Regions from separate parts of the Sus scrofa genome. Here region 2 is linked to region 1. A link is a contact called in public Hi-C data. All regions are on one chromosome and are shown on one strand. The core of a region is the stretch at or near the end of the contact, and the rest is flanking DNA. Distances in the headings are between cores, read along the strand shown. Region 1 overlaps LOC106510404 (a long non-coding RNA gene). Region 2 has its middle 8.2 kb from the start of IGF1.

What was found. Hi-C and Micro-C count contacts between places; a contact is called where the count stands out from the background.
Region 2: a Hi-C map of embryonic fibroblasts shows a contact between it and region 1, with 2.9 times the contacts expected there. The contact joins two enhancer-like sites. A contact is called at or near these places in 4 of 47 Hi-C or Micro-C datasets (embryonic fibroblasts, epiblast stem cells, fetal skeletal muscle and 1 more) and 1 of 2 datasets of contacts at active chromatin or transcription factors (skeletal muscle).

The regions. Positions count from the first base shown.
Region 1 is chr5:81,548,684-81,552,972 of Sscrofa11.1, forward strand. It overlaps LOC106510404 (a long non-coding RNA gene), which reads left to right. Exons shown (of 6, transcript XR_002344191.1): 4 at 1-187; 5 at 1,581-1,679; 6 at 2,540-4,289. Among named protein-coding and RNA genes, the nearest start is that of PAH, 170 kb to the left of the region's middle. Within about 2 kb of position 1,733, at least 1 of the 83 cell types and tissues checked has an H3K27ac peak or open chromatin away from gene starts, as enhancers often do. A contact at or near this core is called in embryonic fibroblasts, where this site is marked.
Region 2 is chr5:81,770,817-81,775,233 of Sscrofa11.1, forward strand. It overlaps a transcript of IGF1 not described here. Among named protein-coding and RNA genes, the nearest start is that of IGF1, 8.2 kb to the right of the region's middle. Within about 2 kb of position 1,650, at least 8 of the 83 cell types and tissues checked have an H3K27ac peak or open chromatin away from gene starts, as enhancers often do. A contact at or near this core is called in embryonic fibroblasts, where this site is marked.

The sequences.
Region 1 (4,289 bases), core at 483-2,982:
TTTCTTTTCAGAGCTTCCTTGGACCTTTTAAAGAATTTACCTCCCTTCAGAGACTACAGTTATACTTTTGACCACGGGATGGAGTGAAAATAAACAACCAAACAAACCAAAGACCCTGGAGGAGGGAGATCAAGAAAATAAAAAATGCGAAGACAAGTGAAATGGATCGGGAAGGCCTGGAACTCAAGTATGGGAAGTAAAATTTCCAATTCTCACGTGTCCTTCCTAGAGCCAGTACTGACAACAGATCCCTGCTCAGGCCCTGCCTGTCTTTGTCACTGTTTTTGTCATTGTTGTGGTGGTTTCCGAGCTTTTCTATCTCCAGAAACTTAGTGCTTCAACAACGACAGTAAAGTGAAGGCGAAGCTATTTCTTTCGAATTAGGCTCCCCTCTCTAGAGCAAAATTGCCATCGAGAGAGAAACCCTAAGATTAGTGAGACTAAGGAGGGATGGTGCTACCACAATCTCTGCAATTTCTCTGTGGGAGACGGAGAAGATATGAAATTATTTCCTTTTACACAGCCAGGAAAACAATGAAAGACTGGTTATATTATGTGCTCCCCCCCAAAATAAACATAATGATGCTTTCTTAAGTGGTGCCTTGCTCTATGACCAACGTGCAAGTCATGAGTTTCCTGGGTAAGAAAAATATATGGACCACACACACGCAGCTATCCCTTAGATGTGCGGCTTAAAGAAAGAACTGATGGAATAAAACATCTTCAGCTTATGGTAGATATCGTGCTTCCCTGAGAGATGAAAGAACTTTAACACTGGAAAGTTCTAACTTTAGATCTTTTAAGGCTCCAGTGGGCAACAGCCATGTAGCATACTATAAACAGACCACGACCTCTACATCAGGGAAAAGAGACTGATATTTATAGGCTCTTCCACAGAGATTCTCTAGAGCCTAGCTTAATTTCAATCATCTCTCTGTGTAGTAACAAAAAAAAAATGTATCCATGGAAATGTGTACTAGAAACCTGGTTCCCTGTCTTTTACACATGAGGTTACCACTGCCAGTACCTTCTTATATTCTAGAAGGAGAGGTTCAAAGAATGGCTGGATATTGTACAAGCGATGCAGACATTAGAAAAGGGATTGGGTTTGATGAACTTGGAGGTCCTTGTCCACCCTAGGATGCTGGGGTTCTGTGTCTTCCTCTTTATTCAGCTGTGATGACACTTTTCATGTTTCCACGTTCTAGAAGGTCATTCCTCTAGGACCATGGCCAGTGGGAAATGTGTGTATCTGCGTGTGGAGTTAGTGTGTGTGTGTGTGTAAAAATAATTCAGGAGAAAATTAACCAATCTGCACATTCAATAGAAAATAACCAATTAATAAACTGATTCATCTTGGTATTAAAACATTCAACTCCACAGGATACTGTGTAAACCTAACCCAGTCAATACCACCCAGAAACTTAGGTGTCTCATACGAGGCGACCAGGGCCAATTTGCAATTGGAAAAATGAAAACTAGAAGCCAGAGTCAAAATGTTACATGAGGACACAGGTCTCTGGCATTGGTGTTCCACGATTTTCTCAGTAAACTCCCATTTCTTCATGCTGGTGACAAAGACCACTTAAGGCCGAAGTTCCAACCTGCAAGGGACGGTCATCATGACGGCCTGGGGGGAATCCAGAACGAGAGAGGTGGTCGCTGTAATGCCAAGAAAGGTAAGCAGTCCCGAGCAGATTTCAGTGTTATATATATTTTGTCCACAAGATGGTAGCGTCCACTTTCCATTTAATGTAAAGCTGGCCCATGATCCTGACTTCCCGTAAAGTAGGGAATGGTTTGTGTTGAACAGAGGCAGCCACTCTGGATACCCTTCAGGATTTTTTTAATTATGACTGTGATGAATTGTTGATGTGGAGTACATTTAGCTTTGCTATAGCGAGGTGGTGATTCGTCCGAAATAAAGAAAACTCGGAGATGTATTGCATTCCAGGCTCTTAAAGGGAATTTGAGAACTGGGAATACTTTAGACATCTAAAAAACACACCAAGGATCAGATACTGACATTTTCAAAAATACTACCTTAGTACATCATGCAAAGGACGTTCAGGATGTCAAGTTCAATTAATCTTGGGTGAAGTTTTGCACAGTATCGAAGTTCCTTCCATGAAACTAGTTCAAGTGGGCTATAGGTGGTTTCCCCTCAAATCCAGGGGGAAAGCTAGACCTTAGACGCTATGAAATTTCCATGAGCTAAATAAGAGGGCAGCATCAGCAAGCTGGCCTGCTCTGCTGCTCTGTGCCTCCCTCCCTCATGCAGCCTCCATGCCAGAAGGGACAACACAGATGGGAAAAACATCTGGCCCCGTCTGCCTCCATGGACCAGAGGGCCTTCTTTGAGGTTCAGGTCTTGGGCGCGCATCATTTTTTTTAACTCTTTTTAAAATGAGGAGCTCAAGTGGGATTTCCTTTCATCTTACTATATTATTTTCAAATTCAATTAGGTCTAATGCTCTGTATCAGAACCACAAAAGCAAGGCTTCAGGGCATCTAAGCCACTTCCCATTCTGTTGTCCAGAACAGCTGAGCACCCCACCTAAGAAGGAGAGAGGGAAATAAGCCAGGAACAGAAGCTGGGACAAGATAATGGCAGAGGAGCAGGAGGCGCAGCCCTGTGGCCCCGGCGCTATGGTTGCCTTTCCAGCAGGCTCCAGAACCAGGTCAAGTCTCTCCAGCCCTCCTAGGGTCAGCCCTCATCCTAGCTATCCATTTGATATGCCCTACTCCCTAACAGGCATCCTTTGACCTAACCTAGAGAGCACCTCACGGTACCTTTAATTTTTCATATTCTTGTCTTTCGTATTTTTTTTCGGCTTCAGTAACTCTGACCTGAATCAGAAACCCCATAGCTCCAGCTTGCACACAAGAAGCATTCATGCATCAAAGGTCTCGAAGAAGAAATGCAAATAGTGGCTGTGGTGAAATTTTTTTTTTTCCAGGAGATAAAAGAGTATAGAGAATTGATTGGTTGAGAGAAAGAGAGAGAGACTTTAAGACAGAAAAATCAACGTTCGAGACTAACCATGATTCTCACTGGGTAACTCAAGAGCCTTCCACCAAAACTGGCTATTTTCTCTTCTAGGTGAATACTTTTACCAGTACAGCTGCCTAATTACATGGCAAGTCAATGTAAACTAACGAGGTTTTCTGTTCCCCATACCCCTGACAGGGTATTCTTTACATTGTAAATAATACATTAAATTATATGTGATGGACTGAATATGAGCAAGAGTTCATTTCAACAATGCCCCACTCTGAAACTTCTAGAAGCCCCAGGCCTGTTCCTGTGGAGGATTGTGAGGCTCTGCTCATGCCCGGCTGGAGCTGGGATGCTGCAGAAACGTGCGAGAGGCTGGAAACACCATGGAGAGAGGGGGCGAGGCCAGGGGAAGGGGATCAGAAGAAGAAGGGCTGACTCCCAGGGACCATCGTTAGCTCAGTGAATGGACTGGAAGCGAAGAGGGGTGTTGATTATCTCCCAAATTCTCTGCATTTCTGTGTTTGAGTAATAGAAAAAGTGCTTTCCTTCTGGAAGTATGCTCTGTCTACTGGTCTTTCCAGAGCGTATCAGACAAAATGGAAGGCTACAGAAGCACAGTTCCCCAGGGTGGAGTCAGGTGTTCTGAAGCACTTGTCATTCCTCATGCTCTTCTCACTCACCCGCTCAGTCAGCCGTCTGTCTGTCTGTCTGTCTATCTGTCTGGACTGTACTATACATATTCCCTTATAACTGGCTCTTTTTACTTAATGGTATGTCATAATCACAAACTTTTCCCCAGGCGATTCAGTCATTTTTCCTCAAATGTGATCTTTAATCCCCACATTACAATCTATCTATCTCACAGAAGTGCCAATTTTTCATTCATTTTCTTTTTTGGCCATTCCTTTCAGCTGGGCATCTAGGGGTCTGAGCAGCAAATTCATCTGACCAAAGTTGTTGGAAGATGGAGTGAAAGACTGATGCCAAAGCCATCGTCCCCTCCTTGCTGCAGAGAGGGGGAACCATGGGCTGCTGCACTGCACCAGCTGAGGCGGGATCTCACCCCTGGATGGGTGCTCAGGACACCTGCCAACTCTGAGAGCCTGAGATTGCTGCCAGTCACCCACACTGGAGCGCTGCAGGAGGAAAAAGCAGACAAGCGACAGGCTCCTGAGCTCCTGCTCTAAAATCGTGGACTCCTTCCCAGCGGAAAGGGAGTCTTGGTTTTCTGCTTGAAAGGACAACATGTCCTCGGCCTCACGGTCACCTGCAAAAGGAACTTCCAGTG
Region 2 (4,417 bases), core at 400-2,899, 220 kb after region 1:
ATTGTTTTCCAGTCTTTCAGCTCTGTAAAAGCTACTGATGGGGAGGAGAGGGGACTAAAGAGCCTCCACAGTACAGGAGTCTGAAAGCATGATTGTCACCCCAATACTGGGTACCTTCTCATTCCCATACAACTTTGCCTATGCTGTTTCCTCTGCCTGGAATAGCATATACTGTTGTTTTGGGGTTTTTTTTCCATCTTGAATGTGAACTCAGGCCTCAAGATTTAACTCAACTGCTATTCAATCTACCTAGCCTTTTCAACATCTCCCAAGCTCTATGAAAGACTGGAATGAAAAAGACTGTGAGCTTAAAGGGTATCTAAACGATCAGCAAACATTATTAATACATTCATATGGTGGCATTTTCTATATACAGGGTCTTTGCTACCTGCTTTTGTCCTTGTGGCTAGGTTGGGCTTTTCCCCTAAACACTGCGATGATGCCCAAATGTAAAATCTTCAAATGCCAATTACATTGTTTTTTTTGTCATAACTGTCTTACATCTGTAATAGAATTTAATTTAAAAATATTTTTTCTTAAGTTGATTTTTAAGACATAGAAATATATATTTTAAAACTAAGCTTTAAAATATCTACTTCAAAAACAGTATCACTTGCTCTAAGCAGAAAGTATTCTTCAAAAAAAACAAATAACTATAAAAACAAAAAAAGTGTTATTAAGTTCTAGATAAAACCATTTCATGGAATGACTTTGGGCTTAAGGTTCATTTTGTTTTTGTTTTTGTTTTTTTGTTTGTTTTGTTGTTGTTGTCATCCAAAAGGGAGATTAGCAAGTGTTAGAGAGGAACTGAAGACTGATTCGTACTAAACTGAGACTGTTTTCTCAGTAAATTTAGGCTAGAAGAAGAATTAAAAATGGAACCATTCCACACTTACGTGATTCTTTTTTTTTCCTTTCAAATCTTTTTTTCCCCTTTCTTTTTCCTTCTGAAAATTATAATTTTGTCTCAGTTAATGTTCTTTATATGTATATTTTGGTCATGCCTGCAGCATGTCGAAGTTCCCAGACAAGTTCGAATCCCAACAGCAGTGACAACACTGGATCCTTAACCCATTGCAGCCACCAGGGAATTCCTAGGTTTCTTGAATGCCGTGTCTTCGACCATCAGTGTTTGAGCCCACATTTGAACACTGATGTTGTATAAAGAGAGCAGAACAAACAGGGGGCTTGGATTTCAGCTCCATTTTCAAGCTCCTACATTTGTTACATTAAAACAAGTCACTTTTCTATCCACTGCTCCTCCACCCCTCTTTTCTTATTTATAAAAATGAAGAAATTGTTCATTTCATTCTCAAAGAGTTTATTATCCTTCTAGGTGAAATAGTTTACCTTTATCATCATTTATTTTCCAGACTCTGATTCAACCAACAAAATGTGTGGAGCCCCCACCAGGTGTAAGCACTGGGAGTGGGGCCCTGGAGACGTCATCCATGCTCTCATAACGTTTAGCATCTTTCTGTCTCCCTTTAGCACTTTCCCCTTTTTAAAAAGTAGAGCCAATTAAACACCTAGCTTATTTGTTTCAAAAGATGTGCTCAGTTTAAAGTATATTTGAATCTAGAGCTTTTCTATAACACCCTATGCCTCCCAAACTTCGCGCAGCAATGGTCAAGATTGCGGTGGCAGTTTCCCCGAAGCCCACTAGAGGGCGCGCACATTTTTCGATTCCAAAAGAAAGCACTCTTTGGGTACTTGCCCCTGAAATTTGGAATTGGTGTCTCCTTTCCTCACTTTTCTCTTCAACTAGGGGCAATTGCGGTGAGCCCTTAGGTTCTCTCACTCCACCAATCCACCCTCGCCCCATGCAGTGACTCCTCATCTGCCATTACGAAGAATTCTTTTGCTCCCAAAACCACAAAAGTTTTGCTTCTGACTGTTCTCAGCATTTGCCCTTTTGACATTTTAGAAGAAATAAGATCCAAGTTTGATGTTGAAAAGAAAGCATTGATTTCTTTAGTGGGAGGATTTCTTCTCCCTATTACTGTTTTCCCTAGCTGTGGGGGAAAAAGCTCCTCTGAGGATTTAAAGCAGTTCCTTTGAGCTAAAGATCTTTCTGAGGACTAACAGAGCTGCTTCTGAGAAGATCTTTTGGAGCTGACATTGGGTCCCTTGTTCAGCAGCATGTTGTATTTTTGAGGCCAGCCTTTTCCTCTGAGTTTTACGTTCTGAATTGACAAGCTCTTGATCTCAAACATTGGAGAATACACTCCCAGACCAACCCGCCTCCCAGTCTTGAGCCAAGAGACACGTCTAGTAGTTTACCCCAAGTTCTGTGCCTGGTGGGTGGCCCCTGGACCTTAAACTTCACCCTCTGTTTGGTTCCAGAGTCCTCTTACCTCCAAATACCCTTCGTGAGCTTTTCTTGAGAGTCAACAAAGACATTAATGAAATAAATTGTGGGTCTGCCCCATTGCACATGGGAATGAGATTAGCTCCTGCATGAGGAACTCTGCAGTTGTGGGGAAGACTGGGGACATGGCTCGAGCAAAAAGAGTGGGGCACAGGGCCTGGCCCACCCCTTTCAGTGACTCTCAATCAGCTTGCTCTTTCAGGAGATGAACAACTTTTTTTCTTTCTTTTTTTTTTTAAGAAAGGTGTCAGAAGTCTTCTGAGACTGCAGCTTTATGCAAATATGCTACTCAAGAAAAAGGCTTTAGGGGAGAGTTATTTATATCCCGCAGGCATTACACATGCAAAAGGTGAAACTGTGAATCTCTGCGTCTCCAGGAGTGGATGTTCTCATGATGAGCACATCCTTGCTATTTTGGTGGCACACAATTCCCATATCTAACTGTCAGATTGTTCCAGGCAGGAGACTACAGAATCATTCAGTAATTTTAGACTGACCCTGTACATTTCTCTCCAGTGGGGCTTCTTGACCTGAACTTTTCCTGGGGATTAGATTTACTACCGCCGTGGACCCTCCAGTAATAGGTGCCTTCATCTCTGTCTCCTAAACAGGTGCAGGACTCGGTCATTAAAAAGTCATCGTGTGGCACATTTATTGCCCTTTGGCTTTCATGTTGACTCCTGGAATTAGCAAAGAAAATGGCCATTTCCCTAGGAATTATTGCCCCGCTCTGTTGCTGGCTCGCTCTACCCAGAAATATAGACCATGCTCCACGTTGACGTATACAATAATCACTTCAGGAAATTGCTTTCCCTATTGGAAACGGAGAGCTCACCCTGGAATGTTTCCACAGCACAGCTGATGATAATTACGACTCACTGAAATTTTAGTTTTCTTTGATTGTGACATAAAAACTGGGACATAAATTAAAACCCAATTATCCTTTAAGGGTAATTGGGGTTATAAAACCAAGAGACAGCGAGTCAGTGTGTGGATATCGCGGGAGCAGAATGTCTGATGGAACAGTATGCGTTCCGTCTCCCAAGCAGCCTTTCAGTAGAACGCACGGGGGTAAGGTAATCTTTGCCCACAGTGTGCCAAGAGAGAACCTCGGACTGGGTGACAGCCTTGGAGACGTGCAGTGGGCTTCTAGGACATCTTGGAATGATTAAAATAAGCAAAAATGGCCATGAGAAACTTGTGGCCTTTACCTGCGAAGGTGCGGGGGCTGGAGTGAGGCACTCAGTGCCAAGACAGCCTGGACCGACTCTGCACACATGGACATGGCAGCTATTTCCACCTTCGAGATGGGTGCAGTTCTTCAGCTTCATGCTGTCTACATCATCAAAGTACACGCGGGGAGGTAGAGCTTTTTTTTTTTTTTTTTTCCCACAAACTGTGTGATCTGCAAAGCTGCAGAAAAAAAAAAAAAAAAAGATTTTGGTAAATCAAGTCTTAAGTCCAGTGCACTAAGGGGAGCTCACCGGAGGAAGTCTTGGATGAGTCTCTAAATACAGGAAATGCCCACACACCTGCAGATGCCTCCCGGTCTACCTCTCGAAGAGGCATATTTGCAGATGCTTCAGGTTAAATCACATCCCCTGAAACTTCCCACCTTTGTACCCCAAAGCCTCTCATGGCACACTCCACCCCCTCCATTCTGGATTTTCAATAGGGTTTCACTTCCTTATCTTTCTGGAGAAAGTGTACACTTTTCTTATTTTAAAAAGGGCATATAGCCACCACATGACAGTGACGTTTTCTTCTCTGTCTCTAGCACTTGCTGCAAGCCCCTATGGGGCCTTGACTGTGATATGCGTGGTTGGGCACGTAGTAGGTACACACTGACGGATGCTGAAGGCGGGGCACCATTGAAATGGCAAAACTCCGGACGCCTAACTTGTCTTTCTTGAAAGTAAACAGTGCCACAAGTGATTAACTACAGAAGACTTGAGCAAACTCAACACCCTTTCAAAACCAACTGGGTTTTCCTCCAAGGACACTCACCTCAGCAAACAGCTTTCTGGCCACAAGACAACATAAAGG